Regions from separate parts of the Mus musculus genome. Here regions 2, 3 and 4 are each linked to region 1. The links are chromatin contacts, called in public promoter capture Hi-C maps. All regions are on one chromosome and are shown on one strand. The core of a region is the stretch at or near the end of the contact, and the rest is flanking DNA. Distances in the headings are between cores, read along the strand shown.

Region 1 (2,890 bases), core at 156-2,655:
GCAAATGGAAGTGGAACCATATCTGCTTGTGGCCATCCAGACTCACCAGCTCTGAGGTCAGTGTACAGTCATGATGAGCACAGGTACATTTGGGGAAGTGTTCAATGGGAAAGGGTCAGAGGAAGATGTCTTTTGCCTTTTCCTGTCCCCAACACCCAACTCACATAACACTTTCCTCAAATGTTCCCTGCTAATCAGCGAAGTTCAGTAAAGAAGAGATACAGATTCCTGCACCACAGCACACTATAGGGATTGGAATCACTGTGGGCAGGGCCCTGGGGACTGACCTTTAGAATAACTGTAGATTTACAGAAAACTAGCCTATGCTAGTTCCCACATAGCAGTTTCTGTCCTATAGTAAGATGTTGCTCTTACTATAGCATAGTGTATTTAGTACAGATACTGAACCACTGTCAATAACTGACTGTCCATGCTTTATTTAGACTTTTCCACTAATTTTTAACTGTGTGTGTGTGTGTGTGTGTGTGTGTGTGTGTGTGTGTAGGCCAGAGGTTGATGTCAGGAGTCTTCTTCAGTTGTTCTGCACCTTAGTTTTCGAAACCAGGTCTCTCTCTGGCCCTGGAACTCATTGATTCTGCCAGACTGGCTGGCCAGCAAGCTCCAGGCATATGCCTGTCTCCCACCCACCCATTCCTGTTACAGGTGCCCGCTGACACACCCAGCTTTTTACATGGGACTGAGTATCTAGTGACATTCTGTGTGTGGCACTGCAAGATACTCCCTAAAGGCATTGTGTGTGTAGGTTAGAGAACAATTTGGAGGAGCTAGTTCTCACCTTCTACTATGTGGGTCCCAGGAATAGGAATATGGTTGTTAAACTTGGTAGCAAATGCCTTTAGCAGCTGAGCCATCCAGCTAGAAATGGAGACCTTCTGGATTCCCCAAGCCAATTCTAGAGACGATCGCCAGAGGGAGTAAGAAGGTTCGTTTTCACTGCACAGTTTTTTCCCAAGTGACTATGACGTAAAGCGAAACAGGAGGCGGAGCTAAACTGCTGGGTCAGTCAAACCTGGAGCATGAACCTAGAGGCGTCACATGAGCGCCGCGACACTGGTCAGGTGATTAGTGTGACCCAGTTCCGCCGAGGCGTGGCAGAACAAGTCTATAGAGCCTGCTGATTGGTTGGAGGGAGTCAAAGGTCGCGCTTTGGGGGCGGTGGGCTCTTGGCGGTTCGGGCTTATGATTGGCTTATTTGGTGTCACGTGGCAATGCGCTTGTGGGGGTTCCAGGAGGCTAGCGGCGTGTGCTCACGTGTTGGGGGGGGGGGGGTCAAGGTGCTGAGTGCGGTAGCCGGAGGGGGCGTGCCGGGAGGAGAGTGCCTCGCAGCTTGAGCCCACTGGTTGGTTCGCAGGGTTCACGTGGGGTGGCAGGCCTGGGTGACGTCAACGCAGCGGGCGGAGCTCCGCTGAGTGCGCGGTGTCCGGGGCCTGTGAGTCGTCGCCAGGCTGTGTCGGGCCTGAGCCGAGCAGCTGCGCGACGTCATGGACAACTCCGGGAAGCAGGCTGAGGCTATGGCGCTGCTGGCTGAAGCGGAGCGCAAGGTGAAGAACTCGCAGTCCTTCTTCTCCGGCCTCTTTGGGTGAGCAATGGGCGAGGCTGGGCCCAAGGCGGGGAAGAGCGGGCTCTTCTGCTCTGCACTTTGGGAGCCCCTCAGCGGCCTTGCAGGCCCTGGCCGTGGCCCTATGGCTGACGACACCCGCTGACTGGTGGCCGCGCCTTTCCCAGGCCGGTGCCCGTGGATCTGTGCGGCCCAGGCTGCCGGGGTGAGGACACCAGACCGAGGGGACCCGGGCTGGGGCGTCCTTGGGCATGATGAGCCGGAGTACGAGGTGTGAGGGTGAGTGGGGCCCTGCTAAGAGTGACTGATGGCGAGGCCTGGACTGAGAGGTGGAGACTTGTGCTTGGGGAACAAGCATGAATGGACAGTGACACTGGTTTTAGCCAAGACAATGGTGATGGGAGGATGAGGCACACAAGAGAATCATTAGGGTGGTAGGACCACCGCCTACTAGGTGGTCCTCAAGTCTGGAGTCTGAACACACCCAGGAGGTGGCAAATACCTCACACAAAGTTTATGCAAGTTTGCCATCTTCAGCCATATTAACTTAGGAGCAGCAGAACCCATGCTTGGGATGCGATTCCGAGGTTTCTTTATCTTAAGGGAGTAGGTCTCTCTGAAAGGGCTTGTTGGTAAAAACTAACTGCAGAAGTTTGTTATGAGTATAAACTATGTGTACTGTGCTCAGAATTGAGTCTGGCCCTCTGAAAGGCTCATCAGGCAGGAAGAAGCAGACTCAGAGAGTGTAAGATGCTGATGGGGAAACCAAGATGGTAGGAATTGGAGTGCTTGAGGGGTCTGGGGAGAGGGCCAGAGCCTTGGGATATAGGAGGGGGTAGGGGGAGACGACACTACATGGCAGCAGGCAAAGCTCTTGAAGGAACAGGCAGAGAGGAACACTGGGGAAAGGTCCAGGCAGGTGTTGAGGAAGAGCTGTGCAGGGGTAGGACACAAAATCAGAAGCCTCCAAAGCAAGGATGGAAGGATACAGAAGACAACCAGGAAGTTGGGGAAAGCTCTGGGAGAGACTGTTATAAGCTGGGTGAGGACAGAAAGACATGAAGGGGAGGGAGAGGATGAAGCCATCCCTTGTTGTTTGCCATCAGATAATGTTTAGCAAAGGAACTTGAAAAATGTTTATACCTGCTGCACAGACATCTGGTTAATGACAGGCTATGTCAGTTAGATGAGAATGTTTCATTAGAGAGAGTGTGAGTGTGTGTGTGTGTGTGTGTGTGTGTGTGTGTGTTTCTTCAGTCTTCACAAGGGAAGAAGTTCAGGTTAGGCGTGGTGTTGGGGCGGTGCCTCCCG
Region 2 (2,890 bases), core at 202-2,701, 3.2 Mb before region 1:
AAGGAAAACTGTGCCCTCTGTTACTTTTAGGGAGACCCTCCTATTTACCTTATGCTGATACATAAGGGCACACTTATGTTTAAAATCAGATGCATTATAAAAAGGACATGCACAGTAGAGAAAACGAATATATGACTTACTCTATCAATCAGAGTAGAGAACCACCCAAACTACATATCTAGTAATCAGCACCCCCTTCTCCTGAACCCTATAAAAGGAAGCCCTGAGCAATAATCTGGACACTGAGAATCTTCACTCCCATAACTCATTGTCAATCTTTAATAGCATACCTACATAATATGTAATTTCACTTTTACTCAAATAACATTATCTTACTTTTTTTCTGTAAGCTCTTAAATTCAATTCTTTGGAAAAGAGGCCAAGAACCTAGAAATGCCCAGCCCAGACCCAGAGCACCAGTTATGACACTACTGTCATTGTCAGACTGGTGAGGAAGATGCCAGGAGAGAACAAAGGAAACTACTAGGCTGAAAGGAGGGAGAGACAGAGAAGGGAGGATGAGAATAAAAGGACCTGCTGTTTGCTGGACTGCAGCTCTGTATTAGAGCACTTACCACTCTTGCATAAAGACCTAGGTTCAATATCCAGTACTGGGGAGTGGGGATAGTGGAGGAAGGGCAGAGCCTGCTGTTCTACACCTGATAGTCTCTGTCTCTTTAAGGGTATAGTGTATTTTTGGTCTTTTTCTATTACATCATCAACCTAGTGAAAACTAGCAAAAGCCCATTGTTTCCTTCCTTCTTTCCTTCCTTCTTTCCTTCCTTTCTCTCTTTTCCTCTTTCTCTCTTTCCTTCTTTCTTTCCCTTTTCAAGGCAGGGTTTTGTAGCCCTGGCTGTCCTGGAACTCACTCTGTACACCAGACTGGGCAGGAATCAGAAATCTGCCTGCCGGGCAGCCGGGTGTGGTGGTGCACGCCTTTAATCCCAGCACTCAGGAGGCAGAGGCAGGCAGATTTCTGAGTTCGAGGCCAGTCTGGTCTACAAAGTGAGTTCCAGGACAGCCAGGGCTATACAGAGAAGAAACCCTGTCTCGAAAAACCAAAAAACCAAAAAACAAAACAAAACAAAAAAACCAACAAAACAAAAAATTCCAGCAGCAGGTCAGATTGACCAATTCTAACACCAAGACCTTGCCGCTGCGCGCCCAACTCACGGTGCAGATGCATATATGCCCTGAACTCAGCCGTCAGGGCGGGAGGATTATTTTCCAGGCAACTCGAAGCCCAAGTGATGCCCGCACCCGCAGGTAACGGAATGTAAGCTGACCTCTGCTGGTACCCAGACCTGATCCTTAAACAAGACCTGTGAGTGGTTGCACTCCCTTAGACCAGAGGCCAGGCCTTCCCCGATTGGTCAACGTTGGGCTGGCGCTAGCTTCCATTGGTTAAGTGCTGCGTCTCGGCGCGTGGCCTTCTGGGAATTGTAGTCTCAGTGTCCCTGGCGCTGCCGCCATTGTCCAGCGGGAGGCCAGTCGGGTGGTCCCCAGGACGGGGCTGAGTTTAAAATTAGGGTGTCCTTGGACGTCTGTGGCTAACCTGTTGGCCTGGAATGGACCACCAGGACAAAGCAGCAACAGTGGCAATGGCCTCGCGGCCGCAAGCAACACAACTTCAGGTAACAAAAAGGACAGATTGGACTCCGAGTCCTGCTGTCCCCGACAGAGTGACCTGTAACCCGCGGCGCTTTTTCCACAAGAGAAACAAGCGCTGTGGCTCAGCCTCCGAGCCTGGGTCCAAATCTAGTTCCCTCTGTGTGCATGCTTCAGCCTCCTGTCTGCGTGCCATGGGGTGGAGGGGAGGAGGGTGGTCATTTCCCTGAGGACTGACAGGCTCTGCTCAGGGGTTCGATCCCACTCTGGCCAACGCCCTCCCATTTATCCCGAAAGACGGTTCTCGGAGATGACAGGTGACTGGCTAGCATTACAGAGCAACCACATTGCGGGTACGGTCCTCAAAACATGTCCTAAGGCGCAGAATCAACCGACTTTTAAGGGAACCTCCGCACCATGACCCCTATTTTGCAAGTAAGGCATAACTTCACGGGGCAGAGGTACCAAGTTAGGAAAACAGAAGTAACTAGTAAGGGTCACGCCCTTCTGGGCCTTGGGAAAACTGGTAGGTGTGGCTATCAGTGTTTGTCTAGCTCCTGATCATCAAAGTCTGCACTTGTAGACAAATTGCTTATTCTGTTCACCGTAGTTCACCTAGCAGAAGCCAAGACCATTTCATACATAAGTTCTGCAACTTTGAAATTATGCTCTGGAGGTCAGGAGGTGGGTATTTGGTTTGCTTGGGGGAAATTTGCGTTAATTACATTTGGTGTGAAAAGTAAGCTTATGATAGTCTTAGATTGCAAATGATCAGATTCATGTCATCTCAGTTTTTCATGAAATGTGACCAGAGTGTAGAACTGAGAACTGAGGCCTATCAACAGCTATATGAATGAGCCATAGTGAAGGTGGATTCGCCAGCCCCAGTCAAGTCTCAGGTAACCGTCATGAGGCTGACAGTTTGTCAAGGAGTAAGCGATGAGACGGGCGGGAAAAGAGGTGTGTTTAATCAATCTGTTGTCGTGTTTCAGGTAGTACACACAAAACGTAGTGAGACCTGAAATAAACACTACTTCATGGTTTCTGATGGGGTAGGAAATCAAGAGTGACTTAGTTTATGGATCTACCCTAGGCTCTTAAAGTTATATTCAAAATGACAGTCCAACAGTTATTACTTGAGACTTATCAGAGCCTAGAAGACCCACTGTCAAGATAGTTCATTCACATGCTGTTGGCAGGAGAACTCAGTGTTTCTCCTTGTAGGCCTTGCTATGAAGCACTTAGGTCTCACTGTGTAAAGTGAAGTTTCCTATAGAGTGGT
Region 3 (2,890 bases), core at 172-2,671, 3.2 Mb before region 1:
CACAAGGTATGAACTGAGATATAGAGAAGAAAACGGGGTGAGAATCTCTCTTCTCTCTCTCTCCCTCCCTCTTTCCTCTTCTCTCCTCTCCCCTCCCTTCTCTCCTTATGTTTGTTGACACCTTTCCTCTCTTCTCTTCTCTCTCTCTCCCTCCCTCCCTCTTTCCTCTTCTCTCCTCTCCCTTCCCTTCTCTCCTTATGTTTGTTGACACCTTTCCTCTCTTCTCTCTTCTCTTCTCTCTCCCTCCCTCCCTCCCTCTTTCCTCTTCTCTCCTCTCCCTTCCCTTCTCTCCTTATGTTTGTTGACACCTTTCCTCTCTTCTCTCTTCTCTTCTCTCTCCCTCCCTCCCTCCCTCTTTCCTCTTCTCTCCTCTCCCCTCCCTTCTCTCCTTATGTTTGTTGACACCTTTCCTCTCTTCTCTCTCTTCTCTTCTCTCTCCCTCCCTCCCTCTTTCCTCTTCTCTCCCTCCTCTCCTTATGTTTGCTGACACCTTTCCTCTCTTCTCTCTCTTCTCTTCTCTCTCCCTCCCTCCCTCCCTCCCTCCCTCTTTCCTCTTCTCTCCTCTCCCCTCCCTCCTCTCCTTATGTTTCATCCCAGCAGTTGGGAGGAGCAGAGGCAGATGAATCAGCCTGGTCTAAAGAGCGAGTTCCTGGACAGCCGGTGCTACAAGGAGAAACCCTGTCTCCAAAACAAACAAACAAACAAACCCACCCCTGGGGGTGAACCTGCTGGCAAGGTCTCTCCCTTATTAGTACCAAATCACTGGGATCTCAGATAAGTAAGTCACCTAGGAGATCCCCGGGCTGCCAACCCCTCCAGGACTCCCCTCTATGTATCCCTCCCCGGGGAGGTTCACGAATGGCGGTCGGAATCTACTGTCCGCGATTGAACCTGAGGAAAAAAAGCCCAGACAAGCGTGGCCAGAGTGATTAAAAAGGAAGTGATCCCATACCGGAAGCCTGGGACCCGCCGAGCATGGCTTGCGGGAGGGGAGAGGGTGGGGCCCGTGCTTGTGAACCCGGATCGGTGGTAACCACAGGACCCGACTCCATTATTTTGGTGAGAAAATGTGAGCCGAGCTGGTTGCCCTAGCTAAGAATCCACCGTCCATGGTTCCTGGGTTTTGCAGCCTAATTACGGAGAGCGTGGACTGGACGTCAGCACTACTTAGATATGGCGGCGTCGGTCTCACCAAAGTTTCTGCGCATGTGCGCCGACTCAGAAGCCTAGCTAGTACTTCAGAGGTCCGCCAGAAGACGGGCGTGGCGCTGTTTCTAAAAGTGCGCATGCTTTACCCGGCTCAAAGGGCGCCTCTCATCCTAGCGCTTGATTGGTTGGTGAGCACGCTGTTTTCATCTGCGCGTGCGTCTCTACCTCTGACCCGGAAGTTTTCGCTTTGCATAAAAGCGCTAGTCCGCTGCGCGCGGCCTCTTCCTGTCTGTATCAGGGCGGCGCGTGGTCCACGCCGAGCGACTGAGAAGCCCAGTCTGCGCCCTCAGGTGAGGCTGCGGAGGGACACGGAGTTCAGAAGAGGTGACCATGAGTGTTCTAAGGCACATCTGGGGGGCCGGAGGCCGAACCTGAAGCCTGGGCGTGACCGCTTGGATCTCACCGTTTCTCTGCGAAAAAGGGTGCCTAGGGAAACTCGGCACGGGCCGAGTTAGTCTTCGCCTCTTGTTTGCACTGTTTTGACTTCATACTTTGCACACACGGGACTCCAGGGAAATCACTTGGGTCATATACCATAAACATAAATCTAGGTTTGCTTAGTTTTGTGATGACTCTTTTGCTCAGTACACGTTCTAAGTGCACAACGGAAATCTGATGGGAGCTGATGAGTATACGGCTTCATGAACCATCATACTGTGGTCCATGTACCAGCTGATTAGCGGGGTGACTGCCGAGTTACTTTAGAATCCTGAGTGGTTTTCCTGGGTTTGGAGAGCTGTTCAAAGCTTTCTGGGTCTCCCCTTCATGTCCCAGTTTGCCACAAAGTGAGAGTTCGTCTGAAGAGTTTGGGGTCAGAGTGACTGCTCCAGCATGTCTAGGCAGTAACGGTTTCTTGCCATTCTCCTGTCCCCAGGATGACTGAGTGGGAAGCAGCCACACCAGCGGTGGCAGAGACCCCTGACATCAAGCTCTTTGGGAAATGGAGCACTGATGACGTGCAGATCAACGATATTTCTCTGCAGGTAAAAGGAACTTAATGATTGTTCTTTGTGATGATTTTTTTAATTGAGACCAGGTGTGGATGAGCTTCTAGTTCAGAAAAGGGCATAAAACAACCAGTGGATGTACAAGACAGGTAGAAGAGCAATAACTGGACAGCTACACCCACGCCTAATACAAACTGGCACTAAAAGATGTTAGAGTGTGGTTTTTATCCCGTATTTTTCTAATCGTGTGTCTCTTGAGACAGAGTCAGGGTCTTGCTGTGTAGCCCTTGCTGGCTGCCTGGAGCTCTTTGAGATCTTGCCTCTGTCTCCCATGTGCCACTACACCTGACTTGATGTCCCCTTTCGTTTGTATATTCAGTTAGTGGGTATCAATTGAAAAGATGGCTTTAGTCAACTGAACCATGTTGGCACCCTTGTCAAAAGCAGTTGGTAAGCTGCTATCAGCCTACAGCAAGAGGAATTTGAGTATGAGACCAGTTGGTGCTATGAATGTTCCCTGCTGCCCTCCCCTGAAAAATGTCAGTTGGCTATGGGTACTGTTATGGCTAAGTTAGTATGGGAGCTATTTGCTTTGCCCTCATAACCCATTTTGAGGTAATCTCATATAGCTGAGACTGGCCTGAAACCCTGTCTAGTGGAAAAAGCTAATATCTGCATTCTGTCCCGAGTGCTGGGATTGAAGGTATATATCACCATTCCAAGTTTATCCCACT
Region 4 (2,890 bases), core at 282-2,781, 3.1 Mb before region 1:
GCTGAGTCTACAGAACGCTACAGAACGAATTCCCGGACAGCCACGGATGTTACACAAAGAAACTGCCTTGAAAACAAAACAAAAACAACAAAAAATTAAATCGCATGTGTAGTGAATGCGCACACGTGCCTCAGACTGAGCATGAAGTCAGGACAATCTGAGGGAGTTGGTTCTTTCCTTGTACTTTGGGGTCTTGGTGATTAAACTCATGTGGTCAGGCTTGGTGGCAAGTGTTCCTGAGCCGTCTCACAGGCCTCCATCACCGCTCTTTCCCACCCCTTGCCGTGGTTCTGGTGTGGTGGGGATACAGCTTCGTACAGCCTAGGCAAGCAAGCGGTCTGCCACCCATTCAAATTCCCAGGCCCCATCACTTATTTACTTTGCCCTTGTGTCTCTGGTACCCTAAAGTCTGCTCCCGGGGTTGAGGTAGGCGTGGTTCACAGGCACCCTATCCTGGTGAGTCCAGTCCCAGCAGTCCGTGAAAATACTCCGCAAATATTTCTACGGGGAGCCCGCACTCCCCCCGCCCCCCAACCCCGTGCTTGCTTTGCCAGCTTCCAGATCATACCCTCCTTTCTTGAGGTAGGAAGTGAGAGTCCAGAGGCTGGGTCTGGTGGGGGCGTGGCCCGCCGAAGGGTGAGCGCTGAACTGCCGAGGAAGGAACAAAGGCTGGGGCGGGGCAAAGCCTTGGGCCCCCAGCCTGATTGGGAACAAAGGCCACACCCGGGACAGTGGCGGGATACTCCTCGTCTCTCCGCTGCCACGTGGGTGAACACCTGGTTCCGCGCGGAAGGGGTAGCCTCTTGCCGTTGAGAGCCTTGGAACTGCTTGCGGGCAACAACTCACTGTAGCCCAGATCCAGACTGGCGAACGGATTGCCAGTGCACTGCAAGGCTGCAGAGGCATCCACTCTCAGCACGGCAGTGTTTGGGAAGGGGGACAGGTTGCCTTTTCACATTGATCCTGCTTCTGAGATGAAACGCTTAGCCGCACTTGATCCTGCTATCCTCTACCTTAGATCAGATTCTTCAACCTAGGTCCAGCTCCTCAGTCAAGATTCCTCCCCAGGTCTTATTTCTCCCTCAGATAAGATTTATCAATCAGATCCAACTTTAATTCCTTAGCGTTAAATGTTCAGTTCTCCTAACACACACACAAAAAAAAAGAAAAAAGAAATCACACTAAAATCAGTATAGCAGAGGACTAACACAGAAGGGGCTTTCGAAGGACTGGGCAGAGTTTTACAGAATGGCTTCGCAGTATCTCTCTGTGATCTGCGGTTTGACTTGGACAACTTTCTGCTTCCCGAGTTTAACAATAAGAAAGTTTGGGTTAAGACCGCCTCCACGTTCGGCGGGAACTTCCTGGCAAAGACCCCCTCACCCCCTCCACCTGGGCTCCGGCGCTTTGCTCTGCCGTGGCCCCGCCCACCCTGTATTGTCCCGCCCCTCTTCCCCGACTATAGGCCAGGCTGCCGCTGCAGACGTCGCCACGCCTGCTGAGGAGGCGGGGCCTAAGGTTCGGCTCTGCAGGACCTGCGCGCTCAAGCACGCGGGTTGCCAGCCTGGGTGCACCGTGCGGTGGGCATGGGAGACGTCAAGCACGCACTCTGCGGGTGAATTCCTCACCAGCAGCATTGCTACTCTGGATCTAGAGGGGCGGCAGCGAGTGGAAGGGAGGGCCCTGGCGCGTGCGTAATCTGCGCCCCGCCCCCAGGCTGCGGTGCCCAACGCGCGTGCGCGGCGTCGTCGGCGCCAGATATTTCTGTCCCGCCTCCAGGCCGCGGCTCTTTCTGCGAGCGGCGCGCGGTCAGGCGGTTGTTCGCAAGTCTTGCGGCGCGAGTGTCTCAGAAGCGAGGGAGGAGGCGGCGCTGGTGGCGGCGCCGTCGTCTGTACAGAGGCCCGCAGCCAGCGGCTTGGCCGCATCTCGACAGCGCCTGGGGCGCGGCGGGCGTCGGCCCAGGAGACGCGTGGCGGCGCTCGGCCTCGCGGCATCGGCGGCTGCCTGGCCGTTGGCGGCGAGCGCACTTGCGCCTGCGCAGCGGGCTCCGTGCCCCTCCTCCCCTGGGCGGCCCCCCCACCCCCCCGGCGGCGTGTGAATGGCGGCCTCGGCGGCAGCGACTGCAGCGGCCTCGGCCGCGACGGCCGCCTCGGCGGCCTCTGGTAGCCCAGGGTCGGGCGAGGGCTCGGCGGGCGGTGAGAAGCGTCCGGCTGCTTCCTCAGCCGCGGCGGCCTCTGCAGCCGCGTCGTCCCCTGCGGGGGGCGGTGGCGAGGCGCAGGAGCTTCTGGAGCACTGCGGCGTGTGTCGCGAGCGCCTGCGGCCCGAGCGGGATCCTCGGCTGCTGCCCTGTCTACATTCGGCCTGCAGTGCCTGCCTGGGCCCCGCTACACCCGCCGCAGCGAATAATTCGGGGGATGGCGGCTCGGCGGGCGACGGCGCTAGTGAGTACTGGGTGGCCAGGTGCCCCTCCCCCTCCTCGCAGCCCGTGCTCGGGACTGCGCCTGTGCGAGAGTATGGGGGCCCGGGTAGGGTTAAGTAGGCCTGCTGGTTTAAGAGGGGGCGGGGAACGGGTCCTGGCCTCTGCCAATGCCCGTTACCAGGTCTGGACACCGAGGTGCAGAATGTGATGGGAGATGTCAAGAAATCAGAGGGTGTGCATGCATTCCCATTTTTATCTTGGCAGTGGTGGATTGTCCAGTGTGCAAACAGCAGTGCTACTCCAAAGACATCGTGGAGAATTATTTTATGCGTGATAGTGGCAGTAAGGCCTCTTCTGATTCCCAGGATGCTAACCAGGTATGTCCTGTGGGAAATCTTGGGGAAGAGGGAAGCGTGACCTTTTCCAGAGCCTCTCACCATCTTCACTAGTTTGGATTGTATCCTTATGCGG

What was found. Promoter capture Hi-C pulls out the DNA fragments that hold promoters and counts their contacts.
Region 2: a promoter capture Hi-C map of pre-B cells shows a contact between it and region 1. The contact joins the promoter of Zfp128 here to the promoter of Napa in region 1. A contact is called at or near these places in 3 of 39 promoter capture datasets (cranial neural crest, maxillary cranial neural crest and pre-B cells).
Region 3: a contact with region 1 is called in a promoter capture Hi-C map of second pharyngeal arch cranial neural crest. The contact joins the promoter of Rps5 here to the promoter of Napa in region 1. A contact is called at or near these places in 3 of 39 promoter capture datasets (cranial neural crest, embryonic stem cells and second pharyngeal arch cranial neural crest).
Region 4: a promoter capture Hi-C map of second pharyngeal arch cranial neural crest shows a contact between it and region 1. The contact joins the promoter of Trim28 here to the promoter of Napa in region 1. A contact is called at or near these places in 3 of 39 promoter capture datasets (the HPC-7 cell line, cranial neural crest and second pharyngeal arch cranial neural crest).

What each region holds. Positions count from the first base shown.
Region 1 is chr7:16,097,175-16,100,064 of GRCm38.p6, forward strand. Napa (N-ethylmaleimide sensitive fusion protein attachment protein alpha) reads left to right here and starts at 1,406. Exons shown (of 11, transcript NM_025898.4): 1 at 1,406-1,600. The coding sequence starts at 1,503.
Region 2 is chr7:12,879,727-12,882,616 of GRCm38.p6, forward strand. It overlaps Zfp128 (zinc finger protein 128), which reads left to right and starts at 1,452. Exons shown (of 4, transcript NM_153802.4): 1 at 1,452-1,634. The coding sequence starts at 1,569.
Region 3 is chr7:12,920,890-12,923,779 of GRCm38.p6, forward strand. Rps5 (ribosomal protein S5) reads left to right here and starts at 1,422. Exons shown (of 6, transcript NM_009095.2): 1 at 1,422-1,499; 2 at 2,084-2,192. The coding sequence starts at 2,085.
Region 4 is chr7:13,022,621-13,025,510 of GRCm38.p6, forward strand. Trim28 (tripartite motif-containing 28) reads left to right here and starts at 1,532. Exons shown (of 17, transcript NM_011588.3): 1 at 1,532-2,441; 2 at 2,684-2,796. The coding sequence starts at 2,099. It overlaps Gm31649, which reads right to left and starts at 1,969. Exons shown (of 1, transcript XM_006540453.4): 1 at 1,088-1,969. The coding sequence starts at 1,925. The coding sequence ends at 1,380.